Linked DNA regions of Mus musculus: region 2 is linked to region 1. A link is a contact called in public promoter capture Hi-C data. All regions are on one chromosome and are shown on one strand. Each heading gives the region's core, a stretch centred on a gene start, on an enhancer-like site or on the middle of the called end of the contact. The rest is flanking DNA. Distances are from core to core; before and after follow the strand shown. Region 1 has its middle 15 kb from the start of Vnn3. Region 2 holds the start of Taar9 (trace amine-associated receptor 9).

Region 1 (6,956 bases), core at 1,982-4,481:
AACTTCACCAACCACTTACTCTCAGCATTTTGATCACTTACGAGTCCCCGCTATTACTGATGCCCACTGTAGAAAGGTGCTTCTCTAGCCAAAGCTGACAGTGGCTGTTGTGTCCGGCCAGCGGCTCACATGTCTGGGTTCTGTTCTGGAAAGGCATCTTGGAATCTGGAAGAGAAGAGGGAGCTAGGCAGACAAGAGAAAGATGAAGCTAAGACAAAATTCTGATCAAAGCTCAATTTTACTAGTTCGTGCACCGAGTTATGAAGGAGGGGAAGGGGCCCGATTCCCGCCAAATCATCTTGGAGTAAGGTTACAGGTGAACAGGTGATACAGCTAGGTGGCAGGCAGCGGCAGTGGGAGTAGTAGGACGATAAGGCCGCAAGCTCCGCCCGATGCTCTCTAACACTGAAACCTGAGCAAACAAGTTTCAGGCTGGGGAGGGGAGGTTACAAGTGGCACCACTGGGTGGGGATAAAGAGTTATTTAGAGGCAATTTGATCAGCTCTTCATTTTCACTTGGCAAAGCAACAGCTGTAGGGTTCTCATTAGTGCCTATTACAACTCTAGTAATGGGCTTTTGATATGATTTACAGTACCAGACAGGAATTCTCCCCCTGTGCCATAGGCCTCAATTCCGTGAGAAAGCATTGATAGACCCCATAAGAAAGAGCCTTGCCCCTATTACACCAGCACATTTGTATTATTCTTACAGGGTCCACACTATAGCCCAGGCTGGCCTTGAACTCATGATTCACTTGCCTCCCAAATGTGTATGTTATTGGTATACTACTGGCATGGTCAAGGAAGTTAAGTCCAGAAGTTTTTGGAAGCCAAAAAGGTAGGAAAGGTTACGTAAACTAAGTTAGAAGCAAAGTTCACTGGTGCTGCATGTCAGAGGCTAGGCTTGGCTTCAGCTCAGAGTACAGACTACAGCATAGAACAGTGCAAGGCAAGGGTGCTGTACGGGGCTTTTCATTTGGACTGCTGAAGTCTTAAAGTGTGTTAAAGATAAATGCTGGGGCTGGTGAGATGGCTCAGTGGGTAAGAGCACTGACTGCTCTTCCGAAGGTCCAGAGTTCAATTCCCAGCAACCACATGGTGGCTCACAACCATCTGTAACGAGATCTGATGCCCTCTTCTGGAGTGTCTGAAGACAGCTATAATGTACTTCCATATAATAAATAAAATAAATCTTAAAAAAAAAAAAAGATAAATGCTGTTAGCAGAACTTGCTCTCATTTATGAGGGGTGCAAGCACAGATGACTGCAGAGTCAGAGAAAATTCCCCTGGGCCTGGACTTAACTCAGACACATGTGAGATCTCTCCAGCCCTCTTATAACTTCCCCATTCCAATTCTGACTGGGTGCTATGGGTCTAGGTCATTCAGAGATTCACCAGTCTGGCCACGAGGATATTTAACAAAGAAGAGACTTTTATTCAGGTGCTGGCATCTGTACCTGGTGCCAGAACTGTGTTCCAAGACCTGAGATATTCAAGATGTAGCATTTAGCCATATTATCCCAGGGCGTATAAAGAGAAAAACCATAGAATTATGTGACTTGAAAAAAGTCATCTTATATCTTGGGTATCCTAGGTTTTGGGCTAATATCCACTTATCAGTGAGTACATATTGTGTGAGTTCCTTTGTGAATGTGTTACCTCACTCAGGATGATGCCCTCCAGGTCCATCCATTTGGCTAGGAATTTCATAAATTCATTCTTTTTAATAGCTGAGTAGTACTCCATTATGTAAATGTACCACATTTCCTGTATCCATTCCTCTGTTGAGGGGCATCTGGGTTCTTTCCAGCTTCAGTAGTGTTGAAACTCTACTAACCACAGCTATATAGACTCACTGTTTTATAGGATCTGTGCCTAAAATTAAGCCTTAGTCTTTGGATGGAACAATTCAGTGCTACAGATGCCCTAAGTTAGATTGTTTTTTATATGAACTTAGGATAGCTGTAATTCTTTCTGGCACATTTTAACCACTTTCACTGCTAAGATGAGCATAAGGTCAATATGGTAGCAATTACCTGTAACCCCAGCGTTCAGATACTCAGAGTAGGGAGTTTGCCAGTTTGAGCCTAGCTTAAGCGAGTGCAGTGAGATCCTGTCTTGGGAAGGAGATGGGGCTTGAGGGGGCAGAGAGAAAGGCACAAATGGGATCTTAGCCTTGATCTTAGCCAAATCTGTAAGGAAAGGCCTTAATTCAGAGGCCGAGAGACCTTTCAAAAGTTACATAACTAGTTTCTAGATGCCACCTGCTAACGATTTGTTGAGTAAGATTGTTCAACATCTGTGGCCACATTAGTGACACTCTGTCCTCTCATCCTACAACCAGTGAGCAAGAGAGACGACACACAGTACACAGCAACGTTCTGGTTTTTCTGTCCCCATAAACTTCTAAGGTGACTAGTAAATGCTTGCAGGGGCAGTGTTTGTCATTCGCTGGAACTGGGGACATTCTTAAGTCATTGTAAGCAGAACTGAAATAAAATATATCACATAAAATATTATAATCTGCCACTTCAGAAACTATATGCTACCAAAAGGGCTGGGGTCTGTAGGCCGCTGGAGAAAGAACTAAATTAATAAGTGAACAAGTAAATAGGTAAGTACAACTATAAAGAATTAGTTACAGTTTGGTTCTCAGGGAAAGTGAAACCTGACCCTATGCACCAGGCCTAAGAGAAGCACATCGCCTCAGGCTGCCTTGTCCCTTTCCATAAATGCCCAAACCCTTCTGTTTCCATGATCTGGGTTCATAGTTTATCCAGGGGAGAGCCCTATTAAGATGACAATTTTTTGTTCTCTAGGTAACTGATCTATTTTCAAAAGAAGGTCATTTTATCGATTGTGTTAGTTTCCTAAAACCTTGATGATGCTCTCCCTCCCCCTCCCCCTCCCCCTCTCCCTCTCCCACTACCTCTCCCAGTCTCTGTGGGGGGAGGGGGGTTCATGTTGGGTGTGTTTGTATCTCTCTGTCTCTCTTCATCTCTTTGTGTGTGTGTCTGTCTGTCTCTCTGTAACTCTGTCTCTGTCTCTCTTTCTGTGTCTCTCTATCTCTATCATCTTCTCTTTCTGAAAATGAACTGGTGTAGGCAAGGCAAGATCTCAAAGCCAACCATGTAGAAGTGCTTTTTCTTCTCTCCCGACTCCCAGGCAAGGACAAGCAGCCAGCGCTGGGAGACTGATCCAACTGGGTCCCTGTCCAGATCTATGTGGACTTTGAGTTAAGACTTAAGTCTTACTCAGCTAACTGTTCTCTAACTGTTCCCTACGTAAGATTAGATGTTAAAAAACCAGTGGGTCGCTTTGTGGACTATTTTCTACTCTTCTCAGTTCCCTCCCCAGCAATCTCCACCCAGTTTTTTCAATGCTACTGTGATAAGATAGTGAAATGGCCTTTGGCCGTTTTATTTTCCCTCAAGAGCTGATGTGATGAGGATGAGCCTGCTCAGCTGGAATGTAGAATAACTCCATTATTAAGGCTCTGCCAGGACAGGATGACTGACTACCACACAGAGGCACTGGATGTTTTTGTATTTCTCAGCACAATCTGAGTTCTTGATGTGGGAATATTAGGAAAATAAAGTTTCCATCTCAGTTCCAAAAAGAAAAAAAAAAAAAAAGAAATGGCCTTTGGCTATGAACCTTTAATTTGATCTGGGAAACTCCATGTTTTAGTCCTTTTCCCTTGGATCAAGTGGTTTCATGAAGTTAATACTTAGCCCTACTCCAAGGAAATGCCTCAGAGATTTCTGCTAGTGCACGGCGTCAACACAACACTGATTGATGGCTAGGGCCTAAGAGGACACAGCTTGCTGAGCTTGCCCTGCGAGACAGTGTTCCCTCACTTCCTTGAAGTGACCTTGGAGATTTTCAGTTCATTGATTTTTCTGCCAACCTGGCTTCCTCCGAAAGACTTAGTGAAATTTCTGTCTAGATTCCTGACTTGAAGTCTAACCTTAACCATCTAAATCCAGCAGCTACATTTCCCTTCTAGCCTTGATGCCCTCAAAAGCTCCTACCTAAGACATGTTCTATGGATACCAAGGACTCCTGCTAGCTCTTCACAGGTCCAAGGCTGCATTATAGGTTTAAACCTTTGACTTTGTGGGGCTAGAGAGTTAGAAGTGATTACGTGGCTGCTCTTCTAGCAGACTTGGGTTCAATTCTTCGTACCTATGAAAGATCCTGCCAGAATGTAAAAGGTCACAGAAGCCCTGAAATTGGCAAAATAGATTTCATTGTTAGCAGAAGTAGCTACACTGATTTAGAAAAATAGAGGTGCACAATGCTCTGGTCCCTCCTCAAACCCGTGTGTCTGCCAATGTTCTGACCGTTCCTTGAACACAGGTGTGTGCCCACTGCTGCACCTCACTGCCTGGTGTTTGTGGTATTGGTTGCTGGGATAGAGTCGGAAAATCTCCCCAGCAACCACAGCTGGGACCAATCCGGAGTTACTACACCTGCATTAGACTCTCCTTGTTTCCCTCCCATACCCATTTCTTGAGAAATCAATCATTTTACATTGTTTAGATCTGGAAATCCCCTACTCCCCCCTTCTCCTTTCCCCCCTGAGGGCCTATAAAAACTGGAACCCCTTTCCCCTCGGGGTCGAATCCTCTACTCCTGCGTGGGATATGAGTCATCCCCAGAGCTCTGGCTTTCCCCGAATAAAGCCTCATGTGGTTTGCATCAAGCTTGGTCTCTCGTGAGTTCTTGAAGGTCCGTTATTATACTGAGACTTGAGTGAGGGTCCCTTCGGGGGTCTTTCACCTACATCATGGTCCCCAACTATCTGTAACTCCAATTCCAGGAGATCCAATACCCTCTTTGGCCTCGGTATATATGTGACACACAGACATACATGTAGATAAAATTTAAAAAAACACCCATACACATAAAGATAAACAAAGCTAATAAATAAATAAAAACAACAAAAAGAAAATCTTTTGGCTTTGCAGAATACATTTTCCCCCAAAATCATTTTGTTTATTTCTCAGTTTTCTGTGTATGAGCATTTTGCCCACATATATGCAGATATGATATGCCTGGTGCCTGCAGAAGTCAGAAGAGGGTATCAGATTGCTTAGAACTGGTGTTATAAGTACTTGTGAGCTGACTTGTGGGTGACAGGAGCCAACCAGAGTCCTCTGAAAGAGCAGTAAGCACTCTTAATTGCTGAGCCAACCCTAAAATAATTTTAATATTGTGGTGGTTTCATTATGATTGACCCAGGAAGTGGCACTATTAGGACGAGAGGTCTTCTTGGAGGAAGTGTGTCACTGTTGGGGTGGGCTTTAAGACCCTCCTCCTAGCTTCCTGGAAGACAGCAGTCTTCTGTTTGCCTTCAGAATAAGATGTAGAACTCTCAGCTCCTCCAGTCCCATGCCTGCCTGGATGCTGCCATGCTTCCTGCCTTGACGATAATGGACTGAACCTCAGAACCAGGAAGCCAGCCCCAGTTAAGTGTTGTCCTTTAGAAGAGTTGCTCCTTAGAGAAAACACCCAAGGAGCTGAAGGGTTCTGCAACCCTATAGGTGGAACAACAATATGAACTAACCAGTACCCCCAGAGCTCATGTCTCTAGCTGCATATGTAGCAGAAGATGGCCTAGTCGGCCGTCATTGGGAAGATAGGCCCCGTGGTCTTACAAACTTTATATGCCCCAGTACAGGGGAACACCAGGGCCAAGAAGTGGGAGTGGGTGGGTAGGGGAGCAGGGTAGGAGGAGGGTACAGGGAACTTTCGGGATAGCATTTGAAATGTAAATAAAGAAAATATCTAATAAAAAAAAAAAAGAAAAGAAGAGTTGCTCTTGGTCATGGTGTCTTTTCCCAGCAACAGAAACTCTAACTAAGACAAATATTACATTTGTCTGATAATACATATGTATAATATACATATTGTCTGATAATACATGTATATAATATACATATTGTCTGATAATACATAGACATGGAAACCTCAAGTTTAAACATTCTTCTGTTGGATAACATGCGTGAATTGATTTAGATTCTAAGTTCCTTTTCTAGAACATGTAATAATATCTTTCTGGTAAGAGCAATCCTACTGTTTTCTCTCTCTTTTTCTTTTTTCCATATGGTCTGAATGACCCAGAGAATGAATGCTCTAGGATAGCCATGCTCTGGGTTTTGAATGAGCTCATTTGTTAAGTATAGCAAGCAAAGATAAAAGAATAAGTATCTGATAAATAGAGAGAAGTAACAGATAGTCAGTGAAACATCATCAAATCAGGTGCTTACAAATAGTCAGCAGAAGCTGACTGCATCCGTCAGCTGGAGTTCTGGATTCAGAGGCAAAGAGTCCCAGGCATAGCAGGGTGTCCCCAGGGGTGAGGCTCCCAAGTAAAGGACCAGATAGAAGCAACATCATCAGATCAGCTGCTCGCACATGGAACTCTGGAGCAGTCAGGGGAGTTCCCAACCACTGAGCATTCTTTCCAGGGATGAGCAACCCACAGCTGAACCTGCAGCTGAACTTCTGGCTTCTCCTTCCCACCATAGACATTCCGATGTCAGCAAATGGACCATGGTGATCTCTGTCAAGAAAGGCTCATTTCCTTCCCTATCACAGGGTTAGCGGGGCCCAGTCTCTTCTTAAACAGGGATTTAGAGGATACTTTGAGCCAAACATATTTAGGTCTGTAATTGGGGTGGGGGTCAATTCCACTTTTACGGTCAGCTTCTGAGGGAGATTAAACAACCCATGTAATTCACCAATAAATTGTATATTACACTTGGCCCCTAAATTGTTCCTTTGTTGTTAAAGCTCACTAAGAAGTTGGTTCTGGAAACCTATCTACACTAGAATTTCTGAAATAATTATCTGACTCCCAGTGTTTCTCTATGAGTGACAAGAAAAAAAAAATAAAGTCTGTTAGCAAGAAGTCCTCAAAGGATTTAACTCACAGGTCTGGGCATGT
Region 2 (7,625 bases), core at 1,528-4,027, 270 kb before region 1:
ATTTAGAGCACTTCAGCCATGACTATACACCGAGAACTACAAAAAGAAATAAGGCCATTTTTTTAATTAGATATTGTCACAGGGATATTGTATGACTATTCTGTTCTCTTCCTGCAAATCACTTCTATTTAGAGAAAATATTTCTGTTGTATTGACTAAACTATTTCAAAAATTTGTTTTTAGAGACAGATGTCATATCTATTACCAAGCCCCCCCCCAGCTTTATTTTGCTAGACTAGCTGTCAATCATCTCCTGCTCCTCTCTCTCCCTCCTCTTCTTCCTCTTTCTCCTCCTCCATCACTTATTTTATATACAGATCTACCCTTAATTACTATGGCCTCATTTAGTCCTCTTTCTGACTATTTGTAATTATTTATTCTCCATTATTATTTTGGCATTTGAGATTTGTAGACTGGGTGCCTATTCACACTGTCAGCAGCGACCTTATAAAATGCTTTGACATTGTCTCCTCTGCACAAACGTGGCTTCAGTTGTTCCTTTCCCTGCTCCTTATCCCATTGCTGGGACCAACATTTCTTTACAAAATTCTAATCTCTCCTATGAATAAAGAGCACCATTAAAGAACAATATGGATCTTGGAGGTGTTACTGGAGCCCTTGCTTCTATGGTAAGGGCAAGGATTAAGAGATTGTCGAGACTGAAAGCTGTCATCCTTGAGCTCAAGGGTAGAGGGATAGGAAAGGCAAGCATGCTCTCTTGCACAAGAGCATCATTATTTGGACATAGGGAAGTGGGGGACGGTTATTCAAAGACTGAGGACTCAGAATTCATTACACAGACATTTAAAATTTGGGGCAGGATACCACCTAGACTGAAATGCTTTAGCTCCCCTGAGAGCAAACCAAGACACGTGTGGACTTTATTCGCAGAATGAGACTAGAAGAAGAAAGTATGTCATTAGTACAACTTTATTGGTCACTTTGGTCATGCTGATCTACAAACATGTAGAATTACCACCAGGGGGAGCCCAAGTGTGACAGGGACACTGTCTGAAATGGGAAAGTTCATTCCTGGACAACAAACCAAGCTGAGCTCCAATAAAAATCAAAGTCATCAAAGTCTGTGACGCTTGTAATAGAACAAGTGTCATTTAAACACGTGCAGACAGAGAAACCCATTGCTGAGATGTGGTAAAAACAAAAGATGCACACCATCTGTATATAGTCCTGCATTTCTAACACATGCATGCCATGGGATAAATGGCAGTAAGTGCAGGCTACTCTCTAGGATGGAGATGAGTGATATTCAAATACAAGGTGTCTCTTAGTCCCAAAGTAGAAGCTAATCACTTGCTTGTCAGGTACACTTTAGAAAGCCTCTTTACACTATATGGTCTTCTAAAAACAAAATCAAACACCCACAGAAATAACATGCGCCTTGGATGGCATTGTTCACACGTGTTTACAGGGCACAGCAGGGGTACAGGCAACTGCTCACACCCACCCCAGCTGCTCACACTCCTCTTGGCCTGTTTAAAACTAAGCATCCTAGAAGTGCAAGGAGACCTATGGCTTGTTTTTCTTTTCTTTTTTTTCTTTTCTTTTCTTTTTTTTTTTTCTTACTGATTTTAGACAGCTCACACAGGCTCTCTTCCTAAGAAACACTTTCATGATGGTTATTCTAGTAACAATTCGGTAAGAGTTTTCCAGGATACTTCCAGCTGCTCAAATCATCAACACAAAAAGACAAAATAGAAATATAAGTCACAGTTAAAGTACATTCCTCATGTGTGTGTTTAAGGCAACTAAGAGTAAGCTGGTCCCAGCGTTCACACTCTATACTATGGGGATTTTGAGCTTACAATTTGAAGGACATGTAATTTATTTTTTTCCAGTTTAAAAAAAAAAAAAAAGCAAAACTAAGTTGTTGATTGCAGCCGATGGCCGCTCTGGGGAGACAAAAAAGAAGTAAATAAAATTCAGCCATTGGTGGCAAAACCAGTTCAATCCAGTTTGCTATTTTCAAAAGGTAAGATGACATCCACAGAAAAAAACTTTTCTAACAATTAATAAAGTAAATTCTATGATGATAGTAATTATAATATAGTAATAATAGGGCAAAGATATAATATAAAATAAACATTAGACAATGTACATTTACTTAGTAAGACTTTTGACTTTTAAATGGCTTTTTGCAACAGGTTTTTGTTTCTTAACATCCTTAGAGCACTTTTGGGAAAGAGTAAAATGGGTATACAAAAAACACGTAGTAAAAGGTTACCTTTACTTTAAATAGAGTTCTTGTTTTTTTTTGTTTTTCTTTATGTTTCCCCAGGAGATTTTTAAGTTGTTGTACTGGCTAGTTTTGTGTCAACTTGACACAGCTGGAGTTATCACAGAGCTTCAGTCGAGGAAATGCCTCCATGAGATCCAACTGTAAGGCATTTTCTCAATTAAAGATCAAGGGGGAAAGGCTCCTTGAGGGTGGGACCATGTCTGGGCTGGTAGTCTTGGGTTCTATAAGAGAGCAGGCTGAGCAAGCCAGGGGAAGCAAGCCAGTAAAGAGCATCTCTCCATGGCCTCTGCATCAGCTCCTGCTTCCTGACCTGCTTGAGCTCCAGTCCTGACGTCCTTGGTGATGAACAGCAGTATGGAAGTGTAAGCCGAATAAACCCTTTCCTCCCCAACTTGCTTCTTGGTCATGATGTTTGTGCAGGAATAGACACCCTGACTAAGACAGTTGTTAACCCCGTTTTTTGCTTTAGATTGCTAGAATGGAAACCTGGGAAGTTTACAATTACCAAGACTGGAGGCAATGACAAGCGACTTCTCCCCAGAACCGCCCATGGAGCTCTGCTATGAGAATGTGAACGGATCCTGCATTAAAAGCTCTTACGCACCCTGGCCTCGAGCCATCCTCTATGGGGTCCTCGGTTTGGGAGCCCTGCTGGCAGTGTTTGGGAACTTACTGGTCATCATTGCCATCCTCCACTTTAAACAGCTGCACACGCCTACGAACTTCCTGGTGGCCTCCCTGGCCTGTGCTGACTTCTTGGTGGGGGTGACAGTGATGCCCTTCAGCACGGTGCGTTCTGTGGAGAGCTGCTGGTACTTTGGGGAGAGTTACTGTAAGTTCCACACGTGTTTCGACACCTCCTTCTGTTTTGCGTCTCTGTTTCATTTATGCTGCATCTCCATTGACCGGTACATTGCAGTTACAGATCCACTGACCTATCCGACCAAGTTCACTGTATCGGTTTCTGGACTGTGCATTGCTCTCTCTTGGTTCTTTTCTGTCACATACAGCTTTTCCATCTTTTACACGGGAGCCAATGAGGAAGGGATTGAGGAATTAGTGGTTGCTCTGACCTGTGTGGGAGGCTGCCAGGCTCCACTGAATCAAAATTGGGTTTTACTTTGTTTCCTTTTGTTCTTTCTGCCCACTGTGGTCATGGTGTTTCTATATGGTCGGATATTTTTGGTGGCAAAGTATCAGGCTAGGAAGATAGAGGGTACAGCCAACCAAGCTCAGGCCTCCTCTGAGAGCTATAAGGAAAGAGTAGCCAAAAGAGAGAGGAAGGCTGCCAAGACCTTGGGGATCGCCATGGCTGCATTTCTCGTGTCCTGGCTGCCATACATTATTGATGCGGTTATTGACGCTTACATGAACTTCATAACTCCTGCGTACGTCTATGAGATATTAGTGTGGTGTGTTTACTACAATTCAGCTATGAACCCCTTGATATACGCCTTTTTTTATCCTTGGTTTCGTAAGGCAATAAAACTTATTGTGAGTGGCAAAGTCTTCAGGGCTGATTCATCAACAACTAATCTATTCTCTGAAGAGGCAGGTGCAGGTTAAAACAGTCACAGCAGAGATTTGAAATCTGACTAGGGTTTAAGGTCAGAGGTAAAACTAATCCCTCTAATCTAGCGAGGTCCCATAATCATTCACCCAGCAGGAGATCTTAGGTTCAAAGGCTACTCTGAAGTATTTTCTTCTTAGAGTGCCTGTACATTTTAGGGCTGAGTCACAGGGGACCCATCTGTTAATTTCTTCCAAAGTGGTGTGCTCCTTAATGTCTTTGCTTTGCTCTGAAATTTCTATTAGTTTCTTTGAGTCATTTGAAGGATTCTAATTCCCCCCTCGCCCCTCCCTGTGGTCGGTTTTCCCTCATAATGAGTGTTCGGATATTGACAATAACAAAGACAATGAAGCGCTCACAAACATGGAATTAGCATGCAGGAGACAAAGCCTCCTTTAAGGCATATGTTGCATGAGAAGTAAATATAATTTCAAATTATTTAAACATTCATTTTTAATGTTAAGGGACATTACAGTGCATTAGCACTGAGAACACCTAAGTGACTGAAAAGCATCTAAACGCATGCAAAGGCTCACGTTTCAGGAACCTGGGGGTTGCTCCTTCCTCTTTTCACAGATATAAGTTCACAAGAAACACGTGTGCTTATACTGCATTTTAAAGTGTTAATTCAAATGTGTGTTTTTTTTTTTTTTTAACATTTGTGGTCTTTCTTTGAATCGAAGGGAGTCAAACAGGAAAACCAAAGGTTGTTTTAACACAACAGGAACTCAAACAGATATTTCCTGCAGGAATGTGTCCCACTTTCTAGTCCAGTATATAATCCTCAATCAATGTGAGTTTTAGTTCATTTTGATTAAAATGTGTGTTATGTGTTTCAAGATACAGTGCTGATACATTTTAAGTAGAGCTGAGAGTGTTTAGCAGGAAGAGGAGAAGGGGGACACGAAGCTTCCCAGCTGAGCACTGGGTGTGGTTCAGAAAACAAGAGATCCAAGAGATTGCCTTAAACTGCTGTGCCTTGGTCTCACTCCTAAAGAAGCAACTGAAAGCCGTGTCTGCTAGCCTGTGCGTCAGACACGTCTTTATCCCAACATGGTCTTTCCTTCAGCTGCAAATGGGAACTTCGTACCAACACTTGGAGTAGTAGAGAAAAGAGCCTAGAGACACTGAAAAGCACATAACTAGCCTTTTCATTTTAGGTTTGTGGAGTCCTGAGATCTGCAGGAGTACAATCGGTCCCCACCTGCCACGGAGCCTTCCTGTCCCACATAGCCCCGCATCCCCATCTTTGGGCACCCCCACCCCGGCCCAGGAGGTCACTTAGCCCAGTAGCCCGGTTAAACTTCCTTTTTCTCTTTTAAGTCCAGCAGCACTGGGAACTCCTCCTTAAGCACGTGAGGCATCCCCAGCACCCTGGCCCCGGCCAATGTTGTGCCTTCATCCCAATAGCCCCTATTAGCTTAAATAGCCTCCCTCCCCGCCATTGAACAAGCTGTCTCTCTGATGCTACCTCCGAAGAATGGTGCTCACCATCACTGGAGGTCTCTTTCATCCCCTACTGTCCTGACCTGCTTCCTGCCTCAGCATCCGTCAGCATGATCACTAAGGGTGTGAAGGCAGAGTCTGAACAGCAGACTACTAACCAGATTCTAAATCCTAACCAGATTCAAGTTCTTCCCAGCATCACTAAGTGGGCTTGTTTCTCTACTCTTTATATGCTTCCAAAGGATGTTTTGTTGTTTAAAAAACAAACAAACAAACAAACAAACTTCTGCGTCTGTTTCCCTATGATAAAACACAACCAACCATAAACCTCTGCCAGCCCCACATCAAAATCCTGCAGAGCCATGGATGTGTTCAGACCCAGATCAATGGACGAGGGACGTGAACTTTGCTCTCTGATGGTCCCTATGATCTCAGACATGGAGTTGAACTCAGTCCTTCAGCCTAGTGATCTGTAGCTCTTGGTTTATTTGCTTTGTCCAATAAAATATTCCATACTATTACAGAGAAAACCTAATCCACTTACACCCTGACATAGCTATGGAAATACTAGGCCTCTCATATACAGCAATTATCTAAATACAAGTTTAATTTTATTGGCCAAGTATAAATCTGTTTTAAAGTGTTTCTTAATTCACAATAGCTTTTGTTCATATGTGTTTTCTCTGGTTGCTACTTAAATGGAAACTAAATTATATAGAGCTATGTATATTTTTTTACATGATATTTAAAAGATGTTCAAAGACATATATAAAATATTAGCAATCAGGCAATTCCCATCAGTACCCTTCAATACGGCAACTTTTCCAATAATTTAAGGTTATCAATAGCTTATCAGTAACAAGATATAGTCACAGTAATAGTGGATTGGGGTAGAGAACAGTGATAGAGTTTGCCTAGTAAGTGTGAAGGCACAGTTCTCATGCCTAGCATGGCTAAGGATGGATGAATGAATGAATGAATGAATGAATGAATGATAAGAGTCATCATTCACACCTAGACCTCTAAGAACTACCCATGAGACCAAGCATTGCTGCAGTAGACGTTTCCATTTGTAAGAGAAGCCACACTAAATGCTTCCCTAGCTGGGTGTCATGGCCTCTTTACTTTCCCCATTGAGATGCCATGTTTGTTTTTCTTTCTCTCTTCTGCCTTTGACTCAGTCGTACTTTCACACATTGGAAGGTCAGCCCTAAGCAATCACATTTCTCATACATTTGTATAAAAACAGGGGCAGAACAATACTAGGCATACTAATTTCAACATTAATATATTTTAAAATAGTCATTAAAGGCAACATACACTGCCTCCAGTTATCCTGAAAATTTCCATTAATAACATTTTCATGTGTTGTTATAATTGATTCAGGTTGAAAATAAATGTTATTTTGACATTTATGTACCATGATGCTAACATGTTATCAATGTATATCTCATGTCATATTTTTGTTTAAAAATGGGTAATATCTACTTGTTTAGTAAAAATCTTCAATAAAGATAAGAGACCTTTGGGCTGTGCTTATTCTTGGGTGCTGTGCTTTTCCTAACTCCTCCATTTCTTGTTTATTCTCCCTTCTTATTTGTTTGTGTGTCTCTCTTCCTTTATTTCTTTCTGTCTGTCTGCCTGCCTGCCTGCCTGTCTGTCTATCTGTGTGGATACATGCTATATGTGTCGGTTCCTGTGGTGGCCAAAAGGTCACTAGATCTCCTGGAGCAAGGGTTGCAGGAGATTGTGAACTGCCTCATGCATGCATTAGAAACTGAGCTGGTGTCCTCCGGAAGAGCAGCAAGCAAGCTTATTGCTGAGGAACCTCTCTCGCTGTCATTTGCTGTACTGTTAAAAATATTAACAGTATACTGGTGGAAAACTTAAGCCATAGAGCAAAGTCGTTTTCACTTTTAGGTAGAAACATTTCTGACCTCTATAAATCACTGTACTGAAGGTTTACAGAATATAGTAAATTGCTACAAGTTTTGTTTTAGTTAGTTTTGTTTTTTTTTTCAGGTAAAATCTTGTCTATGCTATTGAATATTTTGAATATTGCCTTTTTATTTTTAAACTTCTAAAGATAGTTTTAAAACAAACAAATTGCCAAGTTTTAAATGTTTACCCACCTAATGATGGTCCATGTTCTTTCACTCTTAAATCTTATGTCACACTTCATCTTCATTTGGTTTTACAAAATGTCTAATGATTAATACCTGAAGAGAACCTAACATTAGTTTGTCTCTCCTAAGATTAGCTGAGAATATAAAGGCCTATATCTTTGAGACTGACTATAAGTACTGCATATGGCAGGTTTCATTGGATGACAGTTTGTTTTGGTTTTTGTTT

What was found. Promoter capture Hi-C pulls out the DNA fragments that hold promoters and counts their contacts.
Region 2: a promoter capture Hi-C map of liver shows a contact between it and region 1. The contact joins the promoter of Taar9 here to the enhancer-like site in region 1. A contact is called at or near these places in 18 of 39 promoter capture datasets (the 3T3-L1 cell line, 3T3-L1-derived adipocytes, the C10 cell line and 13 more), 1 of 15 datasets of contacts at CTCF or cohesin (the NIH/3T3 cell line), 14 of 484 Hi-C or Micro-C datasets (the AML12 cell line, B cells, LSK cells and 9 more), 3 of 115 datasets of contacts at active chromatin or transcription factors (bone marrow-derived dendritic cells, extraembryonic endoderm stem cells and trophoblast stem cells) and 3 of 9 other capture datasets (adipose tissue, liver and pancreatic islet).

Annotation. Positions count from the first base shown.
Region 1 is chr10:23,833,041-23,839,996 of GRCm38.p6, reverse strand. No RefSeq gene overlaps it. Among named protein-coding and RNA genes, the nearest start is that of Vnn3, 15 kb to the left of the region's middle. Within about 2 kb of position 3,231, at least 8 of the 459 cell types and tissues checked have an H3K27ac peak or open chromatin away from gene starts, as enhancers often do. A contact at or near this core is called in adipose tissue, extraembryonic endoderm stem cells and liver, where this site is marked.
Region 2 is chr10:24,104,686-24,112,310 of GRCm38.p6, reverse strand. Taar9 (trace amine-associated receptor 9) reads left to right here and starts at 2,777. Exons shown (of 1, transcript NM_001010831.1): 1 at 2,777-3,823. The coding sequence starts at 2,777. The coding sequence ends at 3,823.